3 separate regions of the Mus musculus genome follow, and all the other regions are linked to region 2. The links are chromatin contacts, called in public Hi-C and HiChIP or PLAC-seq maps. All regions are on one chromosome and are shown on one strand. The core of a region is the stretch at or near the end of the contact, and the rest is flanking DNA. Distances in the headings are between cores, read along the strand shown. Region 1 holds the start of Olfr543 (olfactory receptor 543). Region 2 holds the start of Rhog (ras homolog family member G). Region 3 holds the start of Chrna10 (cholinergic receptor, nicotinic, alpha polypeptide 10).

Region 1 (3,439 bases), core at 379-2,878, 230 kb after region 2:
ATTTGTGTGGTGTAAATGACATCCGGGGTTGTCGGGGTCTGTATGCTTGTGTTAAATTAGGAATCTCAGGCAAGGACTTTCCCTCATGTTCAGGACTAATAGGACTCTAGGATTAGCCCCAGGGTCACATGAAAATTCATGTCAAGTCTTAGGCTATATATGAGAGAGAGAGAGAGAGAGAGAGAGAAAGAGAGAGAGAGAGAGAGAGCTCTAAGGGAGGACCTGGACTTCATTTGCTTCAAACAGGGGAACAGGGGTTCAGGGCACATAATGAACTGTTTGACTTGCTCTGTATCTCCTAGTGAAGCTGTAGCTATCTTCAAATAGAATGAGCTTTTTTTTTTTTTTTAAGAGTTGGAAAGAAGACAAAATGACTTAGAAGGATAAATAAAAGCAGTTCTATTGTTGGGAGTGGTGGTGGTGTAAGTAGCAGAATGTTCTAAGAATTCAACAAGTCATAGCAGCAACAAGAGGATGCCATTGAACCGTACCGTGCTCAGGACCCACCCAGCCTGTTAGTACAGACCGTCCACTTCTTGTTCTCAGAGGGCGCAGCCCCAGCTTCTCAAGTTAAAAACCCCCTCTTACCCTGGCAAGTCCCTCTCCCCTCTCACATTCTGTGACTTCTCTCTGCTGTCTTGGGGTGACTGCATTCCACAGAGCATTTTCTCTATGTGTTGCCGGATCTCCTTAGTTCTCACCCCATAAATGAGAGGATTCAAGGCTCCTGGGAGCAGCAGGTATATGGCACTGAGTAGGTTCTGGACATCTTGAGACACAGTCTTGGCCACTCGAAAGACAATGGAAGTGGAAAGACCAGAAAGGTAGATGGTGAGGATGACCAGTAAGTGGGAGCCACAAGTGTGCAAGGCCTTGGCTCGGGCTCCTCCAGAAGAGATCCGGAAGGCTGCATAGATGATACGGGTATAGGAGGTTCCCAATAAGGCCAGATCAAAAGTCACAGTGACCAAACGCATAGCCAATCCCAAGCGGTTGTTGAAGGTCAGGTCTCCACAAGCGATGCTCAACAGTGCGATGTACTCGCAGGTGAAGTGTCTTATGACGGATGTCTTGCAGAATTGAGCTTTTGCAGTTAGTACCACTAGGGGCACTGCCACTCCTAGGCTCCGCGTTATCGCAAAAGTGGCCATCAGGCCCAGTAAGTGTGAGGTCATCAGGTCAGTATAGCGGAGTGGGTGGCAAATGGCCACATAGCGATCTAGAGCCATGGCCAGCAGGAGATTGTAGTCCAGAAGGAGCGTAAAGTAGATAAAGAACATTTGTGTGAGGCAGCCGCGGAGTGAGATGGGATTTGCATAATGCACAAAGCCTTCAAGCATTTTAGGCCTCACGGCTGTGGAGGCACAGATGTTGACAGCCAAGAGCAGAGCAATGAGCACGTACATGGGCTGGTGCAGACTCCTCTGGGCCACCACTGTATGAATGACTAAGGCATTGGCAGAAACGATGGACACATAGAGAAAGGTAAGAGGCAGGACCAGAAGGGGTCGCCCTTCCTGCAATCCAGGGAAGCCCACCAAGAGGAAGCTGCTGTAGGAAAGGTTGAAGATACTGGTATTTCCATCCTCACCCATTGACTTTGGTCCTGGGCTGGCACCAGGAGAGAAGATCAGGGGCTGTTAGAACAAAATGGTTATTTTAGGAGCCTGAGGCTCACATGATGGGAATCTACCTGGGGTGTGTGTGTTTGGGGAGCTCACAGATGAATAAGACATTTCTTGTTCTCAGGGAGCTCCTGTACAAGATATTTATTTTGGTATGTTATATGTGCATTCTTGTTGAGTTAAACAAGAGGTGTTTTCTTATTAATAAAACACAAAATTAAATGTAGTATATGAGAGGGGGAAAATGATGTTCGGAGATAAAACAAGGAAAGAAAAAAACAACTTTGGTTAGAAAGTATATAAAGAATCTTTGTCCCAAGGAGACTGGGAAGGACCCAAGTCAAAGTGGGGAGAAAGAAGCCAGCCAAGATCGGTGTGGTCTCACCTCTGTGCTCAATGTACACTGGCTAGGACAGAGGAAAGCAGCTGAGAAAACTGGGTTTCTTGGTTCAAAAGCACTAGGCTGCAGAGTCTGGTCCCTTTCTTAGCCCCTGTAGTCTGGCTGCAGCACCTGCCTGGCCTTGTCCTTGAGGCTTACTTTCCTTTACCAGTGTGAGTCCAGGGAGAGTCGGGAGTTCACCAGAGCTCCAAGCACAGAGCCACACAGACAGATAGATACACAAGCTTCCCTGAGGCTCTGCTTTGCTTGGGGGTAGATGGATGAGAAGCAGGAGGAGGCTGTACATGTAGGTTGGGCTTATTTGATAGTGATTGTATATCAGGAAATGTTCCAGATGTGTTCAAAAGTTAGCTGAGACTGGACTGGAGGCGTGGCTCAGTGGCTAAGAGCACTTAGTGTTCTTGCAGAGGATCCAGGTTCAATTCCCAGTACCCACATGATGGCTCACAACTGCTTGTAACGCCAACTCCGAGGGGTACAGGGCTCTCTTCTGAGCTCTGCAGGCCCCAAGTACACACAAAATACACAGGCATGCATGCGAGCAAGACACTCATACACATAACTAAATCTAGAATTAAAAAAAAAAAAGTCTTTTTTTTTTTTCTTCGAGGCAGGGTTTCACTGAATAGCTCTGGCTGTCCTGGAACTCACTCTGTAGACCAGGCTGGCCTTGAACTTAGAAATCTGCCTTGAACTCTGTCTTCCAAGTGCTGGGATTAAAGGCATGCGCCACCACTGCCCAGCCTCCCCCCCCCCCCATCTTCATTTTTATTAATGTTGTGTTATATGCCTTTAGATCCAGATCTCTGTGTGTTTAGACTAGCCTGTAGATAGTGAGTTACAGGTCAGCCAAGGCTACATAATGAGGCCCTGTCTAAAAATAAAATGAAATAAAAAAAAAGTAATTTTACTAAGAAGGAAACCAAGACATGGAGGGGCTAAAGTCTAGTTCAAAGTCACACAGCTCATAAATAACTGAGCTGGGCTCGCATCTGGGTAGTCACTACAGAGTGCTCTTTTCTCACGAGTTTAGGGTTTGCACCTTGTTGTGGTTTGCCTGGGTCTTGCTGGGTTTTAGAATCTGAGCTATGGCCAGGCATCCTCAGCAACTAGCCACCTCACTGCAGAAATGCTATCAACCCTGAAGATCAGAGAAGCCTCGGGAACTGTGGAGCAATTCAGGGATGCTCTCCTCCCTCTCAGCCAGGGCTTGCCTGGGCATGACCACACTCCCTCTGGATACCAGAAGAGGCATGCCTTTTAACAAACCCTCACAGCAGAGAGAATTCAGGAGGGGGTGGGTTTGGAATTTCCCTCACCCTGGGATGGCTTTCTGAATATTCCAGAGCATTGCTCTGGACAGCAGCTTTTGGAAGATCTGTCATTGTTTGAGTTGGGTGAGGACCAGACAGCC
Region 2 (3,285 bases), core at 290-2,789:
CCCAACCTACTCTCCCCACTGGTTGGAACCAGTAAGTGCTAGGAGACAGGAACCTTAAAGCTAGTTCCCCCTGACCCCCCTCCCACACAACACACCACTACACACACACTCCTAGGCTGCCTTCCTAAGAATCAGGGTAGTTTGATTTCCCATGGACTTTCTCACTAATCTTATTCTTGTGTCACCCAACCCTGCCTGCTACAGACTGCTTCCCCTTGCCTAACCACAGTGTCACCCACCGCAGGTTCCCTTCATTCTGCCGGCTTCTGCTCTGGGCCTTCTCAAGGCTGAGGGCAGTTATTTTGTCTCTAAGAGATAAAGAACACCAAAACTTGCATGTTCACGGGCGTGTGCACATGTTTAATCATCTCCATCATCGGGAGGTTGCAGCCAGCATCTCTAAGCTAAAGACGTTTGAAAAAGGCTCTCAAACTCAGCAAGTTTAAAGCAGTTTCTGACACCAAAGCTAGATTACAGACCAAGGGAAGGAGACGGACTGAGGGCGGCAGGGAAGATAGAAACAAAATGGGGAGATATGTGTGTGGTAGTCAGAGGCTGAACAACAGGCAGGGCAGGGTAAATGCGAGATCAGGGCCTGGGTACATCTATGTGGTTGGGGGAAGAGCCGGAAGGAGGCGAATGTGGTCGACACTATGGCGAATGTGGAAGACAGTATGGGGAGTTCAGGTGAGGGAGAAGACGTTAAGAGCTCTCAATCATTACCGAAAGCCAGTACTCCAGCTGCCTCTCAAAGTCATGGAAGTTGTCAGTGACTATCGGTATAGTGGCCCTTTCCTTCCTCAGTTTATCCTCAAAATAAAAAAGGCCAGATTGAGTCTGATAGACACAACAGACGTGTTCACTAAATACCCGCTGTTGTATGGGACAGGAATAAAGAGGTTGGCTCAGAAAAATACAGAGAGGGAATGGGGATTCCCCCACCGAGTCCTCAGCAGCAACAGTGTAGCAGCTATGGACTGGCTCCGACCTTCCCGGGTGAGACTTCAGAGGCCTCAGACACCGCCCCCCACCCCCAACCCCAGCCTCACAAATGTCACAACTGCAGAGCAGAGAGCGCGCCTTCTGCAGCCCAGAGGCCCTTTCCTTTCACACACTACTGAACAGCCCCACAACTTCTGAGGGCACCCCACCGCAGAGTCCCAGCCTCACAGCTCAGCGCTTTCCCACTTCCGAGCCTCTCACGGTTCGGATCTCAGTGGTCCCTCGCGGACAGCAGGAGCTCGCGCTGTCCCTCGGATCCCACCCTCAACCCGGCCACCAGCGATCGGGTCGCGGTGGCCGCTGTCCCCGCCCGGCCTGCCGCGCCCGCCCAACTTGCAGTGAACGAAAACCTCCCGCCCTCGGCCTCCCTCCTGCAAACTTCCCGGCTCCCGGGTACCCAGTCCGGGCCAGCTTGAACTCCTCTTCCCAGGACCCCTGCCCGACGGGCTCGACCCGGGCCTCACCTGGTGCCCTCCCCGCGGCGGGGGAGCTGGGGGCGGCGGCGGCGGCTCTGGGCTCAAGAAGGAAGTGAGAACTGGAGGCCGGAGGAAGTGGGGGGGTGGGGGCCGGGCCGGCAGGGCCGGGGCGGGGCGCGGGGGCGGGCCGGCCGGGGCGGGGCGGACTAGGAAGTCGGAGGCCTCCCCCACCCTCCAGCCTCGGGTTTTCTGCAAGCTTTGCCCTCCGCACAGTCCCGCACACCCTGCTTCTCTCCACTCTTCGCCCCGTGAGCCCTGAGACCCCTTGAGTCTGGCCTCTCAAGGTCAGGTCTCCCCGCTTTCACTTGGCATCTCCCCCCCACCCCCCAGCAGGGGCCCTAAGCTAGGCGCTGGGCATTTGTTCTCTTCCTAGTATCTCACTCCCCGCCCCGCAGCCTCCGCGGGAAGGCTGAGAAATGCCTTCCGCTCAGCCCGGGAATCTAGAGGTAGCCGCGGCTGGCTAGGGGTTAGCCGGAATGGGTCAGGCTGGGGCAGTCCCCACCCCTGCCCTGAGCCTTGGGAGAATGCTGGGTGGTGGTGATTCAGCAGTGGGAAGGTCCCAGACCCCTGGGGAGGGTGGGGAGACAGAGGTGGGGGGAGGGCAGCTGCCGTCAGCACCCCGGGAAAAGACGTGATCAGCAGAGATGCAGGCGGAGCCGCGCGGGCCCCCAAAACAGGATGTCGTGTCGTGGTTCCGCACCTCGCAGCTCCGCGGGGCCCTGGGGAGGGGGCGGGGCGTGGGAAGACGTGGGGCTCTTCTTGTTCCCTGATCTCGCCCTGGCGCGCGGCTGTTTGGAGCGGTAGGACCGCGCCCAGGCCTGAGGTCCGGCTTGGGCCCTGGAGACCGGCGAGTGGACGGCCTCGAGGGCGCCCTCTGGTGCTTCTAACCCAGGCCTTGGGCGCAGTTTTCCTGGAGAATCCACAGTCTTGATTCTTTTAACAACTTTCTGGGTGCTCTACCACGTGCAGAGCTCCGCAAGGTACAGTGAAAACAACACAAGATAAACACCCCGTCTTACAGAGGACCTCCAAATAAAGTGGATCAGGTCTGACAGGTAGTTTAATGTTTCCAAGTATCAGTTTTTTGTTTTGTTTTGTTTTGGTAAAATCAACAAAAAAAATTTCTCCACCCAGAGGATGTGAAGATTACAGAATAGGTATCCGTGCTGTGGTACTGTATAGAAAGTCAAGTTAGGACAATCAAACTCAGGCTGGTCAGTGACTGACTAAACGAGTGTTCTCAGATTCCAGAAGCCTGTTCTCATCGCACAGGCAGTTTGTGGACCCCTTACTTCTTCTTTGGCCCTTAGGCAAATTCCTCCCAATGGGAAGAGAATAAATTGGAGGGGCTAGGGGAAATTTGGGAGGGCAGAACTAGTGTTTGGTATTTAATGGGAAGAGGTTTGTGAGTCCCAAAAATAACAGGGTCCTTAAGTGAGGTTTGTAAATCCCCAAAATAACAGGATCAGATTCAAGTGACTTCAATGAAGCTATTAAAAATACGTTCCAAGCCAGGTGTGGTAGCACGTTTGTAATCTCAGCATTCCAGAGGTGGAGGCAGGAGGTTCAGAAGTTCGAGGCCAGCCTGGACTATATAAGACCTTACCTACCTTAATAAATAAAAAGTTCCCGAGTTCAAGGCCAGCCTGGTCTACATTCCAGGACAGCCAAGGCTACACAAAGAAACCTGGTCTAAAAAAAACAAAACAAACAAACAAACAAAAAAACAAAAAACAAGCAAACAAACAAACAAAAGCCCAAACAAAAAAAAGAAAAACCTGAAAAAAAATTGAAAATTAGGCTCAGT
Region 3 (3,218 bases), core at 143-2,642, 130 kb before region 2:
CACTGAACTTGCAACTTGCCGTTTTTTTCAGCTAGTCTGGTTGGCCAGCAATCCCAGCAATCCTCCTGGCTCAGGTTCCTACAGCACTGTGGTTATAGGTGTTTGAGGCCACACCTGACCTTTTTTTTAAATTAGGGATTTTCTTCATTTACATTTCAAATGCTATCCCAAAAGTCCCCCATACCCTCCCCCCCCCACCCCTCCCACTTCTTGGCCCTGGCGTTCCCCTGTACTGAGGCATATAAAGTTTGCAAGACCAAGGGGCCTCTCTTCCCAATGATGGCCGACTAGGCCATCTTCTGCTACATATGCAGCTAGAGATACGAGCTCCGGGGGTACTGGTTAGTTCATATTGTTGGTATTAGCCCAGAAGCTTAGAATACCCAAGATACAAGATACAATTTGCAAAACACATGAAATTCAAGAAGAACGAAGACCAAAAAAGAGTGGACACTTTGCCCCTTCTTAGAATTGGGAACAAAACACCCATGGAAGGAGTTATGGAGACAAAGTTTGGAGCTGAGACGAAAGGATGGACCATCTAGAGACTGCCATTCCCGGGGATCCATCCCATAATCAGCCTCCAAAAGCTGATGCCATTGCATACGCCAGCAAGATTTTGCTGAACGGCCCCTGATATAGCTGTCTCTTGTGAGGCTATGCCGGTGCTTGGCAAACAGAAGTGGATGCTCACAGTCAGCTATTGGATGGAACACAGGGTCCCCAATGGAGGAGCAAGAGAAAGTACCCAAGGAGCTAAAGGGGTTTGCACACCTGACTTTTTACAGTTACTTCTCCCCCACTCCCATCTTCAGCACCCTCTCCTCCACATTCCCCAGATAGCTTGCTCTCAGCAGGCACTGAAGAGAAGGGTAGGGACTGGAGGCTTGTGGTGGACAGGAATAATGGCGGTGTCAGATAGACCTGGTTCATTACCTGCAGGGAGAAAGAGCAGGAGCAGAAACCCAGGACCCAGGTGGTGGCTCCTGGTCCCCATGTCGCTACCACAGCCAGAGGGTGGGCAGGTCTTGAGGAGATGTAAAGCAACAGGCCCTGCTGGCACGGATGAGGTGGACAGTACCTGGAAACCAGAGATTGCGGCTTTCCTTCTGGTCTCCTGTTTGCACCTGCCTGCAGTACTATACCTGGTCCTTGTACCTGCAGTTTCTCCTTTGCTCTTCACAGCCTCTCTGGCTCCATCTTCCGTCCCTTTCCATATGACTAGTGCCGTCTTTTACCTCTCTGTCTCAATTTGCTTTCTTCCTCTGTAATGGTCTTGGTTTCTGTTTTCTTTCCTCTCTCCCCCTTTCTTCTCCTCTTACAGCACCTCAAACCCCCCTTCAATCCATTCCCTGTACCTGGGCTCTGAGCAAGCCTGCTGCTCTCAGCAGAATAGGGCCAGGAACTCGTATCAGGGTTTGAGGCACTGGAGAGCACCCCTCTTCCACTGACTTCTTTTAGCTTAATTGCAGGGTTGGCATACTGGTGCCCATGGGAACAGAACAACTGAAACTGACACCTGAGGGTGCTGGGTCCTAAATTATTCAAATTGTGTAACTCAGAGTCCTGGGGGTTGGGAAGGTTTAGAGATGCCAGGATCTGAAAGTGCAAAACATTATGCTCTAAAGGTATATGGGGCTGAGGCCTGTGAATGAGAACTGTACCTGCCCCCCCCCCCCCCCAGCTCAGCTACATTCCTTGAATTCTAGAGGCTCCTTTTCCTCTCAGTAAGGGACTGGACACCTTAGACTCAGGGGTTTTGTCCAGCTAAGCTCTGCCGTCTTCATGGGAGTGAGCTGAGTCAGACCACTTCACATGGCTCTGTGAAGCATTTCCTCAGTTCTTGTCGTGTTTCCAGGCTGATACTCTACCCAGTGCCTAAATACTGCGGACGGGTGTGAGGGGCTGATCAGGGTTAGGGGGAAGGGTAGGGATTAGCAGATAAAGGGTCACAGTGAGGATTATTCGGTCAGAAGACTTACACTTTAGAATGACCACGGACTTCTGCCTCCACCTCCCAAATATTTGGATTATAATTATGTGCTCGGCTTCCAGTTTATGTGCTGCCTTTTTTTTTTTTTTTTTTGGTTTTTCGAGACAGGGTTTCTCTGTGTAGCCCTGGCTGTCCTGAACTCACTTTGTAGACCAGGCTGGCCTCGAACTCAGAATTTGCCTGCCTCTGCCTCCCAAGTACTGGGGATTAAAGGTGTGCGCCACCACCGCCCGGCATGTGCTGCCCTTTTAGTCCCAATTAGTCAAGGATCACCTTGCACCCCTGCCTCTCCTGCCTCCACTTCCCACGTGCTGAGATGCAGGCAGGCAGGCATCACCATGCTCAGCTTATGTAGTATTGGCTTCTGAACCTAGCTTCCTGCCTGCTAGGCAAGCAACAGTGAACTACAGCCCAGCCTTCCTTTTTTTTCCCTAACTTGTCCTAAGAGCAAGTATTCCAGTTGGGCATGGTGGCACACGCCTTTAATCCCAGCACTCGGGAGGCAGAGGCAGGTGGATTTCTGAGTTCGAGGCCAGCCTGGTCTACAGAGTGAGTTCCAGGATAGCCAGGGCTACACAGAGAAACCCTGTCTCAAAAACCAGCAAGTATTCCCCATACCAATAATCCTTAATGCCGCTAAAACCACGAGCTGGAGCACATTCTTTTTGAAACACCTTTGGCATAAGAAAGTCAAGAATTCTCTGGCAGAAGCCTGGCCATTCTGAGTCAGCGTGGAGGGAGGTTTGCAAACTAATCAACTCCTGACATCAGGGATTGAAGACTCAGACAAAGCAGACCCTCTCTGTTCTTTTATCCTCCAATTCTATGATGTTGCGGAAGTCTTTGGTTTAAACCTGGAATTTGCTCGATCCTCGGTTCAACAATTAGACACAAGTAGACTTGAATTCTCATTGGATACTCCAAGAGGCCTGTGTGAAGCAGCCAGTTGAGGAATCATCGCTACCTTAGAAAGCAGTGACTCCTGGTTTAAGAACCTCCAGTACAGAGCAGGCTTTGAATAGAAAAGTATATTCAGGGCCGGGCAGTGGTGGCGCACGCCTTTAATCCCAGCACTTGGTAGGCAGAGGCAAGCGGATTTCTGAGCTCGAGGCCTAGTGCCTGTGGAAGCCAGAGAGCGGCGGACCCTCAAGAACTAGAATCTGGAACAGTTCTGAGCCACTTTATGGGTGCTGAGAATCAAGCCTGGGTCCTCTTGAGAAGCAGC

Evidence for each region. Hi-C and Micro-C count contacts between places; a contact is called where the count stands out from the background. HiChIP or PLAC-seq counts read pairs in DNA pulled down with a chosen protein or histone mark.
Region 1: a Hi-C map of embryonic stem cells shows a contact between it and region 2, with 1.8 times the contacts expected there. The contact joins the promoter of Olfr543 here to the promoter of Rhog in region 2. A contact is called at or near these places in 2 of 39 promoter capture datasets (cranial neural crest and embryonic stem cells), 2 of 484 Hi-C or Micro-C datasets (both in embryonic stem cells), 9 of 115 datasets of contacts at active chromatin or transcription factors (the SCID.adh cell line, bone marrow-derived macrophages, embryonic stem cells and 2 more) and 4 of 9 other capture datasets (adipose tissue, embryonic stem cells, liver and 1 more).
Region 3: a contact with region 2 is called in an H3K4me3 HiChIP or PLAC-seq map of embryonic stem cells, with 2.0 times the contacts expected there. The contact joins the promoter of Chrna10 here to the promoter of Rhog in region 2. A contact is called at or near these places in 4 of 39 promoter capture datasets (cranial neural crest, liver and macrophages), 5 of 484 Hi-C or Micro-C datasets (embryonic stem cells and fibroblasts), 5 of 115 datasets of contacts at active chromatin or transcription factors (bone marrow-derived macrophages and embryonic stem cells) and 4 of 9 other capture datasets (adipose tissue, embryonic stem cells, liver and 1 more).

Annotation. Positions count from the first base shown.
Region 1 is chr7:102,476,274-102,479,712 of GRCm38.p6, forward strand. Olfr543 (olfactory receptor 543) reads right to left here and starts at 1,629. Exons shown (of 1, transcript NM_001011782.2): 1 at 500-1,629. The coding sequence starts at 1,595. The coding sequence ends at 585.
Region 2 is chr7:102,248,579-102,251,863 of GRCm38.p6, forward strand. It overlaps Rhog (ras homolog family member G), which reads right to left and starts at 1,540. Exons shown (of 2, transcript NM_019566.3): 1 at 1,467-1,540.
Region 3 is chr7:102,115,321-102,118,538 of GRCm38.p6, forward strand. It overlaps Chrna10 (cholinergic receptor, nicotinic, alpha polypeptide 10), which reads right to left and starts at 1,393. Exons shown (of 5, transcript NM_001081424.1): 1 at 937-1,393. The coding sequence starts at 997. It also overlaps a transcript of Art1 not described here.